Regions from separate parts of the Mus musculus genome. Here region 1 is linked to region 2. Evidence: chromatin contacts called from public promoter capture Hi-C data. All regions are on one chromosome and are shown on one strand. The core of a region is the stretch at or near the end of the contact, and the rest is flanking DNA. Distances in the headings are between cores, read along the strand shown. Region 1 holds the start of Thoc2 (THO complex 2). Region 2 holds the start of C1galt1c1 (C1GALT1-specific chaperone 1).

Region 1 (4,524 bases), core at 585-3,084, 3.3 Mb before region 2:
ACCACTTGGCTGCTGGAATCCAACCTGTGTCCTCTGGAAGAGCAACCAATTCTTGTAACTGCTGAGTCATTGCTCCAGCCAAGTCTTGTTTCTTAAAACAGAATTGTATACATATTTCTGTAATAAGTAAGAACTCAGGAATATTGGAGGGGGGTGTGTTATGCACGTGGAGGTTTAGAAGTGACCCAACCATTGAGCTGTAAGGCCATATTAAAATAGGAGGCTTCACTTGTGTGTGAACCCAGAACATTGGGGGTTTGGGACGGGGTGGGTAGCAAGTGGTGCTGCTGCTACCACTGGGACGATTTGAGTAGAGTTATTTGGATTCAGTAACATGATACAATATTATTATTTAATTACAGATACCCCAATGAAGTCAATTGTGCCAGTAATGCCCTTTATAGCAAAAGAAAAATATGATTTTTGGAGGGGAGAAAATCCCTTGTATTTCTTGTTTCCATTAATCTTTTTAAAAAAGTCTGTATGTAATCATTTGGCAGGCTTGGAGCTTGCTATGTAGATAATACTGGCCTGTGACTCACAGAGATCCTTCTGCCTCTGCCTCCAGTCTTCAAAAATCTGGAAGAATTACTATCTTCTAAGAGCTTGGCAACTTTGAAAAGTACAGGGTAGTAATTTTGTAGATTCTCTCTCAATAATGGTTATGACTGCTGCCCTACAATATTGAATTAATATATAAAATTTGGGTATTAACAATTTTTAAAATTTGAGTAGTGTTTCTTCTAGCACTTCACAGGCATTTCACGGGCAGTCCCATGGTGTCCGTCTTTTCACTTGCTTGTCTACCTTGCATTAATTACATTCAGGCCAATGGGAAGTTGCTATGTTCCTGCCTCAGGTTCCCAAGTGTTGGAATTATATCTGTGGAACCCTGTGCCTGGTTCACTTGCTCTGTTTCTGAGATAATTTAGCTTTTTCCCCCCAGTAGTGAAGTACCAAAGCAGAGCCTGGTTCAAGGTAAGCAAGTGCTCTAGACCACAGCTACAGGGTTTTTTTTTTTTTTTTTTTTGTTTTTTTGTTTTTTTGTTTTTGGTTTTGGTTTTTCGAGACAGGGTTTCTCTGTGTAGCCCTGGCTGTCCTGGAACTCAAGCTGTAGACCAAGCTGGCCCGGAACTCAGAAATCTGCCTGCCTCTGCCTCCCCAGTGCTGGGATTAAAGGCGTGAGCCACCACTGAAGGTATAGCTCTAACCCTGGTGGAATTTATTTTCACCAACACAGGGAGATATCTTCCATATTTTCCTACAGTAACGTTTTCTCTTTGTAATAAGAAATATTTTTTGTAGAGAGATTATAACACCTTAAACATCGTTTCTCGGCATAGTAATACTCCCTAGTTTGACAGCTCAAGTAAGGAGTTAGGATTTGGCGGAGCATGCGGTTCCCAGCTTTTGTCCATTATGTGTGCCCTGTCCGTATTAATTTTCTATTTAGTCGTTAGTTGAGATATTTCTTATCTCATGTTCCTTTTTTTCCAGAAGCTCATGTCATGGCTTACAGTTCCAGCATCCACCAATGCCTAACAGACCGAGTGATTGAAAAATTACGAGTTTGAATTAGTGGCTTGGGGTAGAGATTACGGGAGATCATAAAGGCCACAGCGGCCTGGCGTTTTTGTTTTTTGTTTAATGTGTATATGTTCTAAAGGGAAGTAGGGGTGAGAGCTGTGGCACCCGCCACCTCTTTGTCGGCCTGGCCCAGGACTTCCGTTTGGTGGGGAAGTAGGTGGGGCGGGAAATCTAAACCCGAGTTCGCAGCTTCCGTCACTCCCCGTGGGCGGCGCTCCCCTTTGACCCCGCGCTCGGGAGCTACACATCCGGGCCACTGTTACTAGCGAGGGGAAGATGGCGGCCGCGGCTGTGGTGGTTCCCGCAGAGTGGATAAAGAACTGGGAGAAATCAGGGAGAGGCGAATTGTGAGTGTTTCTGACCGAGGGAAGGCGCCGGGCCGCCCTGAGGTCGGGGCGCTGGGCGCAGTCGGAAGTGGGGTACAGGGGCCGGGGGGCAGCGGCGCCCCCTCCCCCACCCGCACCCGGGCGGCGGATGAGGATGGTTGGTTGGTCCGGAGTTTCCACTTGGCTGAGGAGCGGAGCCGGGAGCCGCCACTATCGCCGCCGCCGCCGCTGAGCGTCTTGCCTTCCCTCCGACCTCCCCGAAAGCCCCGTGGTCCCCGGGAGCCCCGCTTCCTTTAGGTCTCTCCGCAGAACTTCCGTCTCGTCCCCTCAGGTCCCCCTGGGCTCCTGCCCTGTCGCTTTTTTGTCTGTCTGGCTCATCGTCTTAACTCAGCTCGCTGGGCTCGGCTCCTTTTCTCTCCGTGGCTTCGCAGCCGGAGCTGTGTGGGTCCGCCACTTGCCATGTCTCTCACTGTCCCGTTTTATCTTCTTATTTTTATTTGTCCCCCCCCCCCCCGGGATCTAAGACGACTCCCGCACTTTGGTTCCCGGCCTCTCCTGTGCCCGAAGTCTTAGGAGGGCGAACTGTCCCGAACTCTCTGCTCCTCGCCGCTGGTGGCAGAGGAGCCCGGGGCGTCGGGGACAGCCAGGCATGGCACCTCTGCTTTCTCAGGGAGCGGCAGCTTGCGCTGCCCTGGCCCTGCGGTACTCGGGAAAGTGTGGCAGGGATTGCCGCTTCTTTTTGCCAAGTCCCTGCCGGCGTGTCACCTCGCCGTGGTTTCGGGATGGGATTCAACTTTTCCTGGTAGAAGGTTTAGGGAACTCCATTTTGGCCTGGGACTGCAGCGAGTGCTCGCCCTCCTCGAGGCTTTTCTAGTACTTTAGGATGATCTCTGTGTCCTTTAAGTCATAAACTTACTTTGTACCGTCACCGGTAATTTCCTACAGTAGCGGCTTTCGCGCCTCCCAGTAGCCACCCCACCCCCGACTCCCCGTTTAAGTTGACAGAATTAATCACTGATTAAAAAAAAAAAAGTTGTAATTTCTTCTTCTGAGTCGCTCTGGAAGCTTAGCAGTCAATCCTATGTGAGATTAACTCTCTTTAGCTGCTTGAGTTGTCTCCCTCCACACTCCCACACTCATCCAGTATCAGGTTCCCAGTTGCTCACGGGAAGATAGGAATCTTTAAAACTTTGTTACTTCAAAGAAACCCGGTACACCAAGCTCTTGTGACTTGACTTACTCCCACATCCCTTTGCTGTTCTGTGAAACGTTAACAGCGTGAGTCCTAGAATTGGATTGTCTGAGTAAGTGGCTAGCTTAGCCCACTTAACCAGCTGAGTGACCTTGGATAAATTCGTAACCATTTGGGGCCGTTTCCCCTTGAGTAAATTGGGAATAAGAAGCGTTCTACTCGAAGGATTGTTGAGAAGAGTTAATGTCTATAAAGCACTTGGGTTATAGTAAGTGCGCAAGTGATAGCTATTAAAAGTAATATTATTCCAGCTTTTAGAAATTTAAAGTTCTCGGGACAGCTCTTTGCTTGGCGATTAGTTGGCCTCTGACATCCTGCATATTTACTTTTGTATGCTAATGAGTTGAGAGGCCCTTGGAGAACGGGGATGTCATCTCATTTTTTTTTTTTTTTTTGGTAGGACATGTCCTCCAGTATATACTTAGAGTTCCTTCGAGTTTTGTTAACTCAGAGGTCTGTCTCACATCTAAAAGAAGCATTCATGTTTACTTTTTATGTGCTGTTTAACCAGCTACCTGTTTGTCGAGTGCTGAGAAGGCAGGATGGGAAGCAGCTCGAGGGAACAGGGCCAGATTGGAGGGAGAGCCTCCGCAGACAGTTCAGTCCGTCCTTATTTAGCATCTAAAGCGGATTCATTTGTGAACTGTCGTGTTTGTGGGTTTCTCAGCTTCCTTCTTCTGGATGGATTTCACTGTGTGTATGGAGGGTAGCATGTGCTCCATCAGTGAGCTACATCCACAGGCCTAGCTGCTTTTGTTTTTGTTTTGTTTTGTTTTTTTTTAACAGTTTAATGTTTTTACTTCCACTTTAGAATAGGAGGAGGAGCCCTGCCTAACTTCTGACTGGCAATAGGTGGAGAAAAACTAAGTGGTGTATGAAGCCAAGAATATAAAGTGGGATTTTGAGTTTATATGTGTTTACATGATCCATGCTACCTAGTGTTAAAAGAGCTACTTAAAAACTGTACTTAGGATTTTCATGTATTTATTGTATAGCTTGTGGACTGTGGGTTTGAAGTACAGTAGATTCAAATTAGTGTGACAGTTTAATGATTATATAAATATAATTTCTGTAAGAGAACTTATCTTAAAAAAAAAAAGCCAGGAGGCAGAGGCAGGGGGATTTCTGAGTTCGAGGCCAGCCTGGTCTACAAAGTGAGTTCCAGGACAGCCAGGGCTATACAGAGAAACCCTGTCTTGAAAAACCAAAAAAAAAAAAAAAAAAAAAAAAAAAGAGAGAGAGAGAGAGAGAGAGAGAGAACGTATCTTTTTTTTGAGACAATTACCTTGTAGCTCATACTGAGAGAGAGAGAGAGAGAGAGAGAGAGAGAGAGAACGTATCTTTTTTTTGAGACAATTA
Region 2 (4,479 bases), core at 907-3,406:
TAAGTATTTAATTATACATAATCACACAGAGAGGAAAAAAAGAATCAACACTCACTCCCTGTCAAATAGTGTGCTACCAGCAAAGAGAGAGGGCAGTGCTGGCCGTAGAAGGCTATAAAACGAGGAACTTTTCCTAGCCGTCTCTGGGAATGAGTCCAGTTTAGGAAATCTATGAGAAAGCATTGGAAATGAATAGATGAAAATTGAATTCACTGGCCGGGCTTCATTCAACACAAATGTAAATAGAGATTTGGCAAAAATAACCCAGTACCTAATTCAAATGAGAAAACTTTCACTGTAATGGAGGACAGCTGATCCTTTGAGTAAGAGGGCAAAAAAAAAAAAAAGGAAAAAAAAAGGAAAAAGGAAGAAGAGAAGAGAGGGGAGAGGCACTGATATTCACAGTGCCACTGAGAAGGGATTACTGGAGAGACTGAAACAAAGTAGTCCAACAGTGTTCCCATTCATGACTTTCACAAGTCTCTGGAGAAACAGAAGGCAGATGCTGAGGGAAAAGATGAGGAAGATGTGGGCCAAAGAGTTTGTGGAAGAATATGAGGTGGTGTTTGGTTTTTTTGTTTGTTTGTTTGTTTGTGATATGGATAAATTGGATGCCAGCCGTGAAGAGGAAAAAGGAAAGGCACTTAATGCATAGCACAAAGACAAAGCCCTCTTCAAAGGCCTGCTGCAGAAAAACCAGGCCCGTGTAGAATATGTGCAGGACACAGACAGAACCACTCCATTTGTCTTTGCCTTGTAAACAGCACTGAACACTGGGAATGTGTTTAGCTCAAACACAAACATGCCACCCCCCAAAAAAAGAAAAGCAAGGTTTGTCAGGAATATGACACCCCGATTAAGATACTACTGCCAGAATAGTAATTTCTTGCAATCTAGATGTCATTACAAGACTTCCTGAACTTTCCATTGTACTTAAGGCATTGCCAGTCACCACTCAAATGTATGAGTTTCCAGGAATTCAGGCCCAAGTCACTTCTCGGTGTTCCCCGAACCAAATCTAGTGACAGAACCTTTTGAATAGCTATAAGGCTGGCCTTTAACTGCTAGTCCTTCTACCTTGGCCTCCCTAGTGTTGGCATTACAAGTGTGACCGAATAGCACCAGCTACAAAAGAGCACTTCAAGAGACTAGGTATGCCGGCTAGTGGTGGTGCATGCCTTTAACCCCAGCACTTTGGAGGCAGAGGCAGGTGGATTTCCGAGTTTGAGGCCAGCCTGGTCTACAGAATAATAATTTCTGTTAATAATAATAATAATAATGTGAGTTCCAGGACAGCCAGGGCTATACAGAGAAATCCTGTCTCGAAAAAACAAAAAACAAAACAAACAAAAAAAATGAGACTAGGTATTTATTGGGGGGTTCTGTAGTCCTACTTTGACCTGGAGTCTACACTCAACTCTGCATTTGACTTATTGGCTAGCCCTTTGAAAGCACCCCTTATCCTGTACTGGGCTTGGTTCTCCATCTGTATTTCTAACACTCATTAACTCCTCAAATATTTGCTTATTGCATCCTGGCACTATCTGCTAGCAATACAGGGTGGAATACACAGAACCAACATTTACTGAATGCTTACTTTACACTTCACCTTTTGCTAGGGGAGTTATGTACACTAACTGATAACCTGTGAGATATTTTCCAAACACAACAAAGGAAGGAACAGAGGCAGCGTGAAAATGAAGTCACTTCTCCAGGATAGCAAAGCACTTGGCTGAAGGATCACTTCTAGGCTATGTGGCTTCGAAACCTACCACCCGTGTAACCACAGCCAATTCTTGCTCCCCAAAGCGATGACAATTTCAATGACTTGCATTTTGGTTCCAGGCCAGGAATACTGGGAGGAATTACCTTCTTGTCACCACAAGGGTACCAACACATTAGAGTAGGTTAGAGGAATGATCTAGAAATCTACATCAGGTAAGCAGCAGCTCTCTTCCGCACTCCGGCAGTTTCCACGCCCGTAGGCAGACCGAGGAAGGGAGCGTGGGCGGGCCTTAAAACACGCACGCCCCTCGGGGCATCCCATTGGGTACAGCTGAGCATGTCGGGGCGGGCCCTTTCCGAGTCTCACGGAGCCCGCCCCCCACGCCGTTCCCAGCTCTCGCCCCGCCCCACCCCGCCCCGCCCCGCCCCCACCCTCGTCAGCTTCCTCTGTTGCTCCGTCATTAATGACACCAACGAGAGGATACCGCCTGCGTCTAGAGCAGCCTGGTTCCGAGCGTAACAGAGTGGGCCTTGGACCTCTCACGTCCAAGCCTCGTGAGGCAGCGCTTTCCTGCCCTGGAGCCGTTCTAGATGCGGTGAGTGCCAAAACCTCGGCCCCCACTTCAAGCACAACCCAGAGCTACTGCTTCCCTCCCTCCCCTGGGAAGGCCAGGGCCCTAGCCTGGGCCCTAGCCCGTTCCCAGCATGCTCCACTAGGGATGCCTTGGCAGGTGCGGCGGGAGGACCCAGCGGGAGTGGGGAAAGCAGCCTTCCGAGAGCTTCTCCCTTGGCCCTTCAGTGGGACACTGATATCCATCCTGGTACCCAGTCTCCATTTTGATCTCCATCCACTTTCTCCTTCTAAAAACAGAAAAAGAAAGAAAGTTTGTCGCAAAAACATACTTTCTGCTTTCTCTTGTGTGTGCGTTTTAAGTTCCCTCCTCTGTACAAAAATATCCCATCGTGCGGATTGTTGGTGTTACTTTTTTTTTTTTAATTCCTCAGCGGAGAAAAAAAAATGTTAGGATAATTTGTACAAATAATTTTGTGTAGAATTAGTAGACGTTTTGAGTTTTAATAGTATTTTTGCCGTTAGGAGGAAAAATTCTGGAAATTTTTGACACAAAATCATATGAAGGTACTTGTCTGGATTGTTGAGTATTGGCCAGAAATAATGATCATGTGATAAGAACTGCAATTATAACAAGTAATATAAAGGTGAACTTTACAATGCTGTTTTGAGGCATAGCTTTTCTGTTCTTTCTCCTTTCCTATGGGAAGTGTTTATTGACCAAGTTCTCTGGATTACAGAGGGAAACTACCATCTTGCCTTCCCCCACCCACTTCCCCACACACTCTTAGAAACTGCACCTGTCCTTCAAACAGCTGTCTTTGTGGTAAAAGTCAAAGTTCATTTCTTTTATAAGAAAACAATAGGAGCCAGAAGTGTTGCCACACACAAGTAATACCAGCACATGGACAAATGAAACGAGAGGATCACAAGTTCAAGATCAGCTGGAGATACATAGTGAAACCCTATCTCACATCTTAGAAAAGGGGACAGGAAGGGGGGAGACAGGGTCAGTGTAGTATCCTTGTAGCATTATGGGAAAATTTGGTGCAAGCATCAATTATGTTTACTAGATCCACATGTCGCGTTTATAGGTCACTTCTACCACTGATAGCCTTTGTGACTTTAGATCAGCTATTTAACCTTTATGGTTCTCCATTTCCCCATTTAAAAGAAGTCTTTGTGTGACACTAGAGGGGGTCCCAGCGTTGAGTATTAAGGTCAGATGGGGCAGACATTTGGTAGCCTGCTCTATCACTCTCCCCTTTATTCTTCCTGAACCAGGAAATATGTTGAAGGCCAGCAGGCCCCAATGAGCTCCTGCCTCCAACCCCACAGTGCTGGGGTTAGACATGGCTTCCTGCCTTGCCCAGCTTTTTATATGGGCACTGGGTATGGAACTCAGGTCCTCAGGAAACTCAGGTCCACCGAATCATCTTTCCAGCCCCATTTTTTTTAAATTGACACATAACTGGACATATTCTTTAAATGAGAGAAATGACCTCAGGTAACAGCTTCTAAGGTCCTTTTCAACCGTAAGAGACACCGTGGAAGTAGAAGGAGTCCAGTGAAACTTTGAAGAGTTGCAGAAGAGACTGGGGAACATTCAGTCTTGACGAGCAACAATGTAAACCATAATATTGTCAGCTGTTTTGTTTACATTGGCTCTCCTTCCACTTTCTAATTGAAATTAAAATACAGAAGGTTCCCCTCTCCTCCTTTTTATTTATTTTTTAACTTTCTCAAGGAATTAAGTATCTTTCGAGGAGCTAAAAATAGTCACAAATGTTCCCCAAATAATGCCTATATTGACTTCTTTCTCCAAACAACTTTCCATCGTGGGCTTTTATTACATCATTAATTGATATACTATGTAGTAAGACATTTAGTCTTAGGGGCAGAGTGTTAATTATAACATATGCTACTAACCACATGAAATGTGTTTTAGATTGCTTAAAATACCTCAGGACATTAACTACCAGTTAAATCAAGCAGTAGGTTGAAGGAGAAATTTGATACTGGTGGTGGTGGTGGTGGTGATCATCATCATGGTCGTCATGGTGGAGGAGGAGGTGGCAGTGGTGCTGGTGGTGATGGCTGCGGTGGTGGTGGCAGCAGCTGAGGCAGAAGTTGTGGTGGCTGTAGCTAAGGTATGGTGGTGAGAAACCTTTAATTCCAGCACT

The links. Promoter capture Hi-C pulls out the DNA fragments that hold promoters and counts their contacts.
Region 1: a promoter capture Hi-C map of pre-B cells shows a contact between it and region 2. The contact joins the promoter of Thoc2 here to the promoter of C1galt1c1 in region 2. A contact is called at or near these places in 6 of 39 promoter capture datasets (cranial neural crest, frontonasal cranial neural crest, hippocampal neurons and 3 more) and 1 of 115 datasets of contacts at active chromatin or transcription factors (astrocytes).

What each region holds. Positions count from the first base shown.
Region 1 is chrX:41,909,211-41,913,734 of GRCm38.p6, reverse strand. Thoc2 (THO complex 2) reads left to right here and starts at 1,834. Exons shown (of 39, transcript NM_001033422.1): 1 at 1,834-1,934. The coding sequence starts at 1,864.
Region 2 is chrX:38,632,820-38,637,298 of GRCm38.p6, reverse strand. C1galt1c1 (C1GALT1-specific chaperone 1) reads left to right here and starts at 2,156. Exons shown (of 2, transcript NM_021550.3): 1 at 2,156-2,321. Gm52440 (a long non-coding RNA gene) reads right to left here and starts at 2,011. Exons shown (of 2, transcript XR_003953098.1): 1 at 1,870-2,011. It also overlaps the pseudogene Gm18436.